Linked DNA regions of Sus scrofa: all the other regions are linked to region 3. The links are chromatin contacts, called in public HiChIP or PLAC-seq maps. All regions are on one chromosome and are shown on one strand. Each heading gives the region's core, a stretch centred on a gene start, on an enhancer-like site or on the middle of the called end of the contact. The rest is flanking DNA. Distances are from core to core; before and after follow the strand shown. Region 1 has its middle 7.0 kb from the start of CUEDC1. Region 2 overlaps CUEDC1 (CUE domain containing 1). Region 3 holds the start of SRSF1 (serine and arginine rich splicing factor 1).

The links. HiChIP or PLAC-seq counts read pairs in DNA pulled down with a chosen protein or histone mark.
Region 1: a contact with region 3 is called in an H3K27ac HiChIP or PLAC-seq map of skeletal muscle. The contact joins the enhancer-like site here to the promoter of SRSF1 in region 3. A contact is called at or near these places in 6 of 47 Hi-C or Micro-C datasets (embryonic fibroblasts, heart right ventricle, liver and 1 more) and 2 of 2 datasets of contacts at active chromatin or transcription factors (alveolar macrophages and skeletal muscle).
Region 2: a contact with region 3 is called in an H3K27ac HiChIP or PLAC-seq map of skeletal muscle. The contact joins the enhancer-like site here to the promoter of SRSF1 in region 3. A contact is called at or near these places in 17 of 47 Hi-C or Micro-C datasets (blood, embryonic fibroblasts, fetal liver and 7 more) and 2 of 2 datasets of contacts at active chromatin or transcription factors (alveolar macrophages and skeletal muscle).

The regions. Positions count from the first base shown.
Region 1 is chr12:34,173,279-34,176,105 of Sscrofa11.1, forward strand. No RefSeq gene overlaps it. Among named protein-coding and RNA genes, the nearest start is that of CUEDC1, 7.0 kb to the left of the region's middle. Within about 2 kb of position 1,268, at least 42 of the 83 cell types and tissues checked have an H3K27ac peak or open chromatin away from gene starts, as enhancers often do. A contact at or near this core is called in skeletal muscle, where this site is marked.
Region 2 is chr12:34,155,608-34,158,564 of Sscrofa11.1, forward strand. CUEDC1 (CUE domain containing 1) reads right to left here. Exons shown (of 11, transcript NM_001243919.1): 3 at 1-124. Among named protein-coding and RNA genes, the nearest start is that of CUEDC1, 11 kb to the right of the region's middle. Within about 2 kb of position 1,409, at least 65 of the 83 cell types and tissues checked have an H3K27ac peak or open chromatin away from gene starts, as enhancers often do. A contact at or near this core is called in embryonic fibroblasts, fetal liver, liver and 4 more, where this site is marked.
Region 3 is chr12:34,280,176-34,283,441 of Sscrofa11.1, forward strand. SRSF1 (serine and arginine rich splicing factor 1) reads right to left here and starts at 1,943. Exons shown (of 4, transcript NM_001038007.1): 1 at 1,660-1,943; 2 at 1,040-1,224; 3 at 521-693; 4 at 1-317. The coding sequence starts at 1,853. The coding sequence ends at 123. It overlaps LOC110256034 (a long non-coding RNA gene), which reads left to right and starts at 1,233. Exons shown (of 2, transcript XR_002337195.1): 1 at 1,233-3,266.

The sequences.
Region 1 (2,827 bases), core at 18-2,517, 110 kb before region 3:
ATTCCTCGGCTCCAGCCCTCCCAGTGGCTCTCCATGTCCTCAGGACACAACCCGGAGCCCTGCTGTGGGCCATCAGACCCCACGGGTCAGGCACGTGGCAAGAACTCAGTCACCGTGGCCCCTCTCTGACACTGCCCACACACCACGTCCATGCGGACACACACACAGACACCCCCCTCTCCCTTGCCCTAGCTCTCCCCGCTCTGCCGCCCTGGCTCTTTGCTATTCCACCCACAAGTCGCACACGCTTCCATCCAGAAGCCTCAGCATTTAGTCTTTCCACCGTCTGCCGTGTTCTTCTCCCAAATATCTCTGTGGCTCCCTCCCTCCCTGTGGTCCCTACGCAAGCATCACTGTATCAGTGAGCCAACAGCACCCAGCCCATCTGCCACCTTTAAAGGTGGTCCCTCGCCTTTGCCCTGCTTTGTTTTCCTCTCGACCACCAGAGAGAGTATATGTTTAGTTATCAATGACCACCTTCCCGACTAGAATGTAGCTCCAAGAGGGTTTTATTCGCTCTGCGATCCCCAGTGCCCCAAAACAGTGCCAGGCACGGTCAACAAATACTGGTCAGGTGGATAAGAAGGAAGGAAAGACGTGGAGGTGGTAACTGTAGGTTCTCTTCCCCTCCCCACCCCCTTGGGCTATGGGGTGGGGATGGGGGTGCTTTCTTCATTTCCAAAGCCCTGTCTCCACTAGGTCCTCGTTTAGTTCTCACAACAAATCTATCACGTATACAGGGCACGGTGTATTGTGACCCCAGTTCACAGGTGAACCGACCAAGCCCAAGGCAGCCCAGTGACTTGGCTAAGTTGCTGCGGCCCTCTGCCACCCGGTGTGAGGGCCTCATCCCTGGCACACAAGGCTGATGGCAGGCTGGTCCTTCTAAGCCAGTGACAGCTCCAGGGGAGCAGGAGGTTAACCCCCTGCAAGATCTGAATAGAGATTCTACTGTCTCCTGGGAGCGCCAGGACTCAACCCCAAAGGGAGAGGGTTACAGGAGGAGGTGCTGGGCTGAGAGGTCAGAGGTCCCAGGTGCCAGCCCTCTCCTGTCCCGCCCCCCACTCTTCTGGAAGGGGGTGGGACTGCCCAAGGCCAGCTCTGTCCCTCCCCATCCCAGGCTCCCTCCTCTGAAAATCCCCCAGGGAGGAGGGACAGACCGGATCTTGTGATCCATCTGTAATTGCTGTGATCACAGCCTGCAGAGGAACTGGCTGTCCCTTGTGGCCTAAGATCTGGGCCCAGCCCAATGGCACCAATGGCATGGCCATGCCAGGCCACTAGGTGGTGTCCCAGGGCTCAGGCTGTGGCTGCTCCCAGGAAAGGGACCGCAGAGCTGCTTCTCTCCAAGAACTGGAATCAGCCCCACCCCCACTCTGGGGCGGATTAGAAGGGAGAGGAGCCACCCAGCTGCCCCAGAAGTCTTACAACCCAAGTCTGGAAGAGTTTCGAAATCATTTATTCCCAAGGTGGGACATATAAGACACACAGGCCACTAATGTCTATCCCACGTCCTTGACAGACATCACTAATCCATCCAGCTATTGTCCTGTGGAACCTGCACAGCCTAGGAACTCAACCCAGCGCTCCGGGCAAGCTCCTACCAAGAGCTTAGAACTGGCAAGCATGATACACCCTGCCTGCCAGCCCTCACATTTCCCGTCTGAGACCAGGCCCAGGCTTACTTTGTCTCATTAGGAATCCGGGCTGCAAAAGCCAGCAGGGCCAGAAGGAGGTCATGTGACCCCCGGGGGATGCTTGTGTAACCATGGTTTAAAGTCCTGGGGAAACCTCAAGTGGGTAATGGCAGCGTTAATGGAGAGGCTGTGGGGCCCGGGGCAGCTGCATCCTTGTCCAATTGTCACCTCAGAGGCGATGGGGGCAGGGCGCAGGGAAGTCTGCCGAGCTTCTTGGCTTCTGAGCTGCAGAGGCCCCACAAGGGGAGCAGGGGGGTGGGGGACAAGAGACAGAGAGAGGCTGTCAGGGTCTGGGGGGGCTGCGGGGGAGTGTCCGAGTGTGTAAGTGTGTGTGTGTGTGTACGCGAGTGAGCGCCCAGCGGAGGGGAGGGGGGCAGCGCTGACAGAGACGCCTTGTCCTCCTGCCCCGCACAGGCTTGCTTTCTTCCCAAGCTATTAATGTCACTGCAGCTTCAAAAGCCGGGTGACCTTTAAATGCCGAGCCTCCTGCTCCAGCTCAAGGCGCGGAAACGGCTTAATGGAAACTCAAACGGCCACAGCTGCTGGGGCTGCAACAAAGCCAGCCTCATTCCCGAGGCGCCCCAAGCTGCTGGGCAGCCACACCTGTGCCCCCTCCCGGGAGGTGGCGTGGGGCAGGGGTGGGGGTGGGGGTCGGGAAGGGCAGAGAGGACCGTTAGGCACAGCCATTGGGAAAAGGTGGCTTGGCTGGACCTGAGAGGAAGAAGAGGAGGAAGAGAGGGAGAGACAGACTCAGCTCTGCCAGGCCAGGCTGTGTGATCTTGGATGAGCTGCTTACCTCTCTGGGCCATCCCCTATCATTTAGACCAATCTAAGGCTGCGGCAGAGGAGTTCCTGCTGTGGCGCAGTGGTTAACGAATCCGACTAGGAACCATGAGGTTGAGGGTTTGATCCCTGGCCTTGCTCAGTGGGTTGAGGATCTGGCATTGCCGTGAGCTGTGGTGTAGGTCACAGACATGGCTTGGATCCTGCGTTGCTGTGGCCCTGGTGTAGGCCAGCAGCTACAGCTCCGATTGGACCCCTAGCCTGGGAACCTCCATATGCCACGAGAGTGGCTCAAGAAAAGGCAAAAAGACCAAAAAAATAAAATAAGGCTGGGGCAGAAAAAAAAA
Region 2 (2,957 bases), core at 159-2,658, 130 kb before region 3:
TATGCTGTCCAGTTGCTGGGGCAGGATGCGGAGAAAGTCTTCAGGGAGGTTGCCTAGCAGTGGGGGGTTCCAGTTCCGATAGCGCCTCTGGCTGGAAGGGGGCACGGAGCCCAGCACATCGATGCTGAAGAGGAGAGATGACAAGGAGGAAGACACAGTCAGGCCCACACACAGCTGTCCTGGCCCATCACACCAGGACGATGCTCTGAACGGCACTCCCGCGCCAAGGCTTCCCTGGGTCTCCACGGCTCTGGCACAAAGGCCCGGTGCTCTAGCTCACCGTCTCAACGGGCCTCGGCTCACCCCCAGCCTCTGGGCCGGGCTCCTGCTGCACCAGACCTTCGCTGCTCCCAGCACCCAGCACCTTCAAGGTCCCTGGGCCTAGAGAGCTCCGTATTCACGACGCTCACGTTGGTTGTGGATTTAGACATGGACTTGAGGTCATCTCCATGTTGGGTGTTAGGGATTTTTTTTTTTTTTTTCCCCTGTTTTGGCCACCCCATGGCTTATGGAATTCCTGGGCCAGGGATCAGATCTGAGCTGCAGTTGCAACCTACACTGAACGCAGCAACCCTGAAGCCTTTACCCCATTGTGCCGACCGGGGATCGAACCCGCGCCCAGCAAGAGATGCCACAATCCTGTCGTGCCAAAACGGGAACTCCAGGTGTTGTGGTCTCAGACATGGTTACAGGGGTCATGTCCATGCTGGCTATTGTGGTTTCAGCCATGGCTGCAGGGATCATATGCTTTCACGCTCTGTCCCCAGCACCCAGCACGACATGAGCTTATGGCTGCGAATAGGTATACTCCAAGGGGAACAGACAGAGCTGCCAACAGCCCAGCCCGCCCCAGTGTTGGTTTGCTGGGGCTGGGGGATGTGGGGATACCAAGATCCCCACAGGGCAGGGGAGGGCAGGCTCCAGATCTGGTGTAGCCACAAGCCAGCACAGTAGTCCCGGTCGTCCCCGGTGAGACCCTGTCCCCTCTGGGGCTCAGCTTCCTCATCTACAAACTGCTTCCCCCACCCTGCCCAGGCATAGAGGAGCCCCTCTGGAGGCTGTTGAGGTACATGGAGGTGCGGGCTTGGAAGGGGTCTTGTTCCAAGGGGCCCGGGGGCGCCGCTCTCCTGGGCCAGGCAAGGCCAGCAGCGAGGTGGGTGGGAGAGGAAGGAGGCCGCGGCCGGCGTGCGCCCTGCCTGATCCCCAACCTCCCGCCCTCCCATCCTTGGCCTGAGGGCAGCCTGGGGCCCCAGCCAGGAGCTCCCCACGGCTCCTCGGCAGCCTGCAGCGTGGCAACCGCAGGACACGTGTTCTGCTGAATCAGGGAAATGACACACAGAGAAGGCAGCCGAGGAGGGCCGGCGGGGAGGTGGGGGCCACTCTCCCTCGGGTCTGGCTTTGATTTGGTCTCCAGCTCCAGGAATCCCGCCCGCCCCCTCACTGGAGGGGAGCTTTTCCGGGCTGCCACTGACTATGGAAATAACTTCCTTTCCTTTTCTATTTTGGGCGGGTGGCCTGGCAGGCTGAGGGGGCAGGGCGGGGGTGGCAGCAGACAGGATAACTAGCTGCTAAGTGCGTGGTGGGAGCCCGGCCCGCAGACGGGAGCCAGGGAACCCCAGCCCATCTCACTGTGCAGATGCAGGACGGGTCTGGAGAAGAGCCTGCATCGTATGTAGCCCAGGCACGCTTCCTTCTCGCCTCCCGCCACTGTTGGCGGCTTCATTTTTCTCTAAAGACCAAAGAGTCAGAGAAGCAGCTGGCCGTTGCCTCTCAGGGACTTGAGGACCCCTTCTGGTCGACCTGGCACCCTGGGGAAATCCTCTCCAGGGTCGCCACCCTTCCTCAGGGACTTCACCCAGGACATGGGTCCCCCAACTCAACCCCAGCCAGAGCCACCCTGGAAAGCTGTGGGGAGGGGAGCCTCAGAGTTGCAGCTGGACCCCTCTAGCCATCTGTTACTGAGAACTCGAGTGAGAAGGGGCCAAAGACCAGGAGGCTGAGTGTCCCGGCTGCGGGGCTCAGCCCCCTCCCAGTCCCCCTGCCCGGGGCATCGGCGGATGAGAGCGGATCTGCACACAGCTGCGAGAGCCAGGGGGCCCCTGAGCGCAGGCGGCCAGGCAACTCCATTGTGGTCAGAAAGGAATGTCAGAAATGAGCTGAGAGGCAAATAAAAAACTTCCAAGGCTGTAATTTCAGCGGAAGAACAGCAGGTGGCCTGTGAGGAGGGGTGCCTCTGGGCTTCAGGGTTGGTCTATGGCTCAGGACAGAGAGGAAAGGACGGGCTGGGGGAGGGGAAGAGAGAGAAAGCTGGGGAGGCTCTCCTGGCCCAGAGCTTCTGCCTCTGGACCCCAGAACTTGAACTTCATGCCCCATCAGACCCCCACGTGGACCCAAAGAATATCAGAGCCCAGAAGGATTTCGGCCACAAGCCTTCCAGGCAGGATTTTTGGTAAAGACTGGACATTGAAGCTCAGATGGGGTCAGGCCTGTCCCGGGACACAGATCATCCTGGTAAAACTTGTGCCCAGGGATCCTGGCATCCCAGGCAGGCTCCCCTGGGATGGCCCTGCCTCTCTGTGCCCCAGCACGGCCAGCTCCCAAACCCTGCTCCATTTGCCGTCTCAAAGGCACCCCAGGGATTGGAGTGGCAGCAGGGAGCCAGACCATTCCTGCCCCAACCTCCCACTCAAATCTGAATGCCCCCAGCAGCCAGGGTGAGATTCCTAGAACCTGACACATCACTGTCCAGCTTGTCCCTGTTGGCTGCAGGATAAGATCCAAGCTCCCTGGAGGACCCATAAGGCCCTCCCCGATCTGCTGGACTCTCCAGCCTCACTCAGCCATTCCACCTTTCCTGGAGTTCCCCCAAATGGCCCGCTCTTTCCTGCCACTGGGCCTTTGCACATGCTGTGCCCTTTGCCCTCCTATCCTCTGCTTCATCAGGTCAAGCTTGGCTC
Region 3 (3,266 bases), core at 693-3,192:
CAATTCAACACTTTAGCCCACTCTGAACAAAAACAGTTTTGAATTAAAAAATGAAAAGATTGTACTGAATAAAGGAAAACTGTATACAACATGGGTTCTACAAAAAAGTGTCACCAATCATCTTATGTACGAGAGCGAGATCTGCTATGACGGGGAGAATAGCGTGGTGATCCTCTGCTTCTCCTTGGGGAATAACTGCGACTCCTGCTGTTGCTTCTGCTACGGCTTCTGCTACGACTACGGCTTCGAGATCGAGATCTTCCATAACTTGGACTTCTGGGCCCATCAACTTTAACCCGGATGTAGGCAGTTTCTCCCTATTGGATAGACAGAACTTTCGATTGAAAGATCTAAGCTTTCACCTGTCTTCAGGCATGCTGAATGAATCAACGTAACTCAAACCAGAAATCTGGCACTTTACTGGGTTTTTACTTGGACACCCTTGCCTGAATCTTACCTTCAAATTCCACTGTTAAGACCACTGTATCCAATTCTGGCCAAGGAAAAGAATATAACCTACCTCATGAGATCTAAACTTAGTGTTATCCAGTTTTCGAACTGCATAGGTCATATCTTCTTTCCGTACAAACTCCACGACACCAGTGCCATCTCGGTAAACATCAGCATAACATACATCACCTGCTTCACGCATGTGATCCTTCAAATCCTGCCAGCTTCCACTTGGAGGCAGTCCTGAAAAAGTGCGTTTTCTTTCAATACCAATTATCCTAAGTTTCACATTAAACATAAAGGTTACATTAAAACAAGACTTAAAACCAACGGTCTTTAACATCCCGTTTAACGAGCTGTTAAAAGAGTTCGGAATCAAGAGTCCAAAATTATTTGTAAAGTTAAGGCTCTTCTTATCTTCTAGGTACTGCAACCTAATTCGCTAAGTCTCAAATAGAGTAGTCCTTGTTAACTAAAGTCACCCAAGGCACTCCGGTTTAAGTGAAGACCTGGCATGAAAACACCAAGAAAAACTTCAAAACGGTGTGCGGTCCCCTTATCATCAATCCGCACGGACCCGCCAACTCACCAGAGACAACCACTCTGTTTTCAGAACGCCTGGATGGGGGGCCATAGCGCCCTCGGGGAGCCCCGCCGCCACCACCCCCGCCGCCGCCTCGGCCGGTACCACGGCCGCTTCGAGGAAACTCCACCCGCAGACGGTATCCATCGTAATCATAGCCGTCGCGACCATACACCGCGTCTTCTGCGTCTCTGCGTGACCAGAGAAAGCCAAGGGGTAAGGAAAAGAAGAAAAAAAAAAAAAAAGGGCCAGGAGGGGCGGCTCACTCCGCCGGGGAGCGAGCGGGCCCCCGCACATGCGCACCGGGGTGGAAGAGCCCACATGCGCCGCATAATAGGAACGGCCCCTCCCCCACCCAGAAGCACGCCAGGCTCCCGACCACTCCAGCAGCCCTCGGCGCCTCAGTTTCCCGCTCCGAGCCTGCGAGTCGGCTCTAGGGACGTCCGTGGGGCCCGGCCACCAGAGGAGCCACGCCGACTCGGCTCCTTACTCGACTCCTGCATGGGCGATATCGTCTGGCCCCCAACCCAAGAACCCACCGCCCCATTCCCCAAGTGAAGGCCCCGGAGCCTTCCCCAACTACTCCAACCTATTTCCTCAAGGCCGCAAGCCCCTGGCCGCCTCACCGCGGGTCCTCGAACTCAACGAAGGCGAAGGGCGGTCCTCCGCGGCGATTCTTCAGGTCGATGTCGCGGATAGCACCGTATTTGTAGAACACGTCCTCAATGTCCTTGGTTCGGATGTCTGGAGGTAAGTTACCCACGTAGATGCGGCAATCGTTGTTCCCTGCCGGGCCACGGATCACACCACCTCCCGACATGGCGGCGACGAAAAGCGCGGACTCGAGAACAGGCCTTCCCACCAAGCCTAGCGAGCGGGAGAGCGAGCCCGCAGCGACACCACGTCTCCCGCGGCCCCTCCAAAATGGCGCCTTTATCAGCTCGGCGCACGGATATGGGGGGGAGGGAGGAAGAGAAGCGGGAGGAAGCAGCTATTCGATCTCACTACGCACGCGCAAGAGCGTAACGGGTGCTGCGAGAGTGACGCTCGCGCAAGCGCGACGTCACCCTCCGCGCGAAGGGAAAAAAGTTCCCGCCTTCCCGATTTGTCGAGGGGTTTAATAAGGGAGTGACCAGCCTTGTGGCAAAATTAAATATAGAGCTCTCGTAAAAGGGGTTATTAATCTCTGTCGAATCCTAAAGAATCAGCAGTTTCCTCAGGAATGTTTCTCTCAAAAAAACGGCGTCTTGAAAGTATTTGGTGAAACCTAGCCTAAAGCTAGGTCCCACCATGCTCTGCGCTGTTAACGGCCTTTGGCGGGAAAGACTGCCGGGGGCGGAGTCAAAGGGGGAGGGACCAGGCGGTTGCTCCGGAAACACGGGCATCCTTGGAGAGTGCACCTCGTTCAGGAGTCGCGTTGCGGGTGAATCAACGCGGAGCCGAGACGTGACTTTGTCTTCCCGCCCCATCTGCGAACGGGCCGTGGACTGCTTGGACGACTGTCTAATGCAGGGGAACCTGGCTGAGACGCTTTAATAAATATTCTACGCTAAGTACCGTTCCACCTTCGGTTCAGAACTGACCTCAGTTCAACGCTCCTTGTGCTCGTGGCGGTAATTCCTGGCGGCATCAGCCAACCAGGACCCAGACCTCTGCTTCTTTTTTAAATCACCTATCGCCAGGGCCCAGCGCAGCGGAGAGGTCCAGTGAAGGTTTGCAGAATGAATTGTGTCTGTTATTTCTACAACGTCTTTCAAAGAACGAAAAAGACGCGCGCCCTCCTGTTTGTATTGCAGAATCCTGACGTTCCTTCCTTTTTTGGAACTCATTAGCAAATCTCTCAGGTAATATGAATGAGCAAAGTGGATGTGTGAGGATTTCTGTGACCACTGGAGACCGAAGTGGCGGCTTAAGGACTCATCTCGCCAGCATGTTGGTCCAGGGAGATAAGAACTTGTTACATTTTGCCACGGAGCCATCTGAAATCTGGATTTTTATATGAAATACTGGGATTTTAAAATATTAATGGTGAATTCAAATTAAAAAAAAAACCCTGTCATAAATATGCTGAAACAGGTCTGCACCCTGATTGAGAGGATGATTTTCTTCATTTTTATTTATTCGCATCAATCCCTCTCCCCAGTGATGTGATGCTGTTTACAGAGATACCAGAAAACGTTATTGCAATTGAATGGAGAAATCACGGAGAATATAAGGGGAAATTAAAATGAAG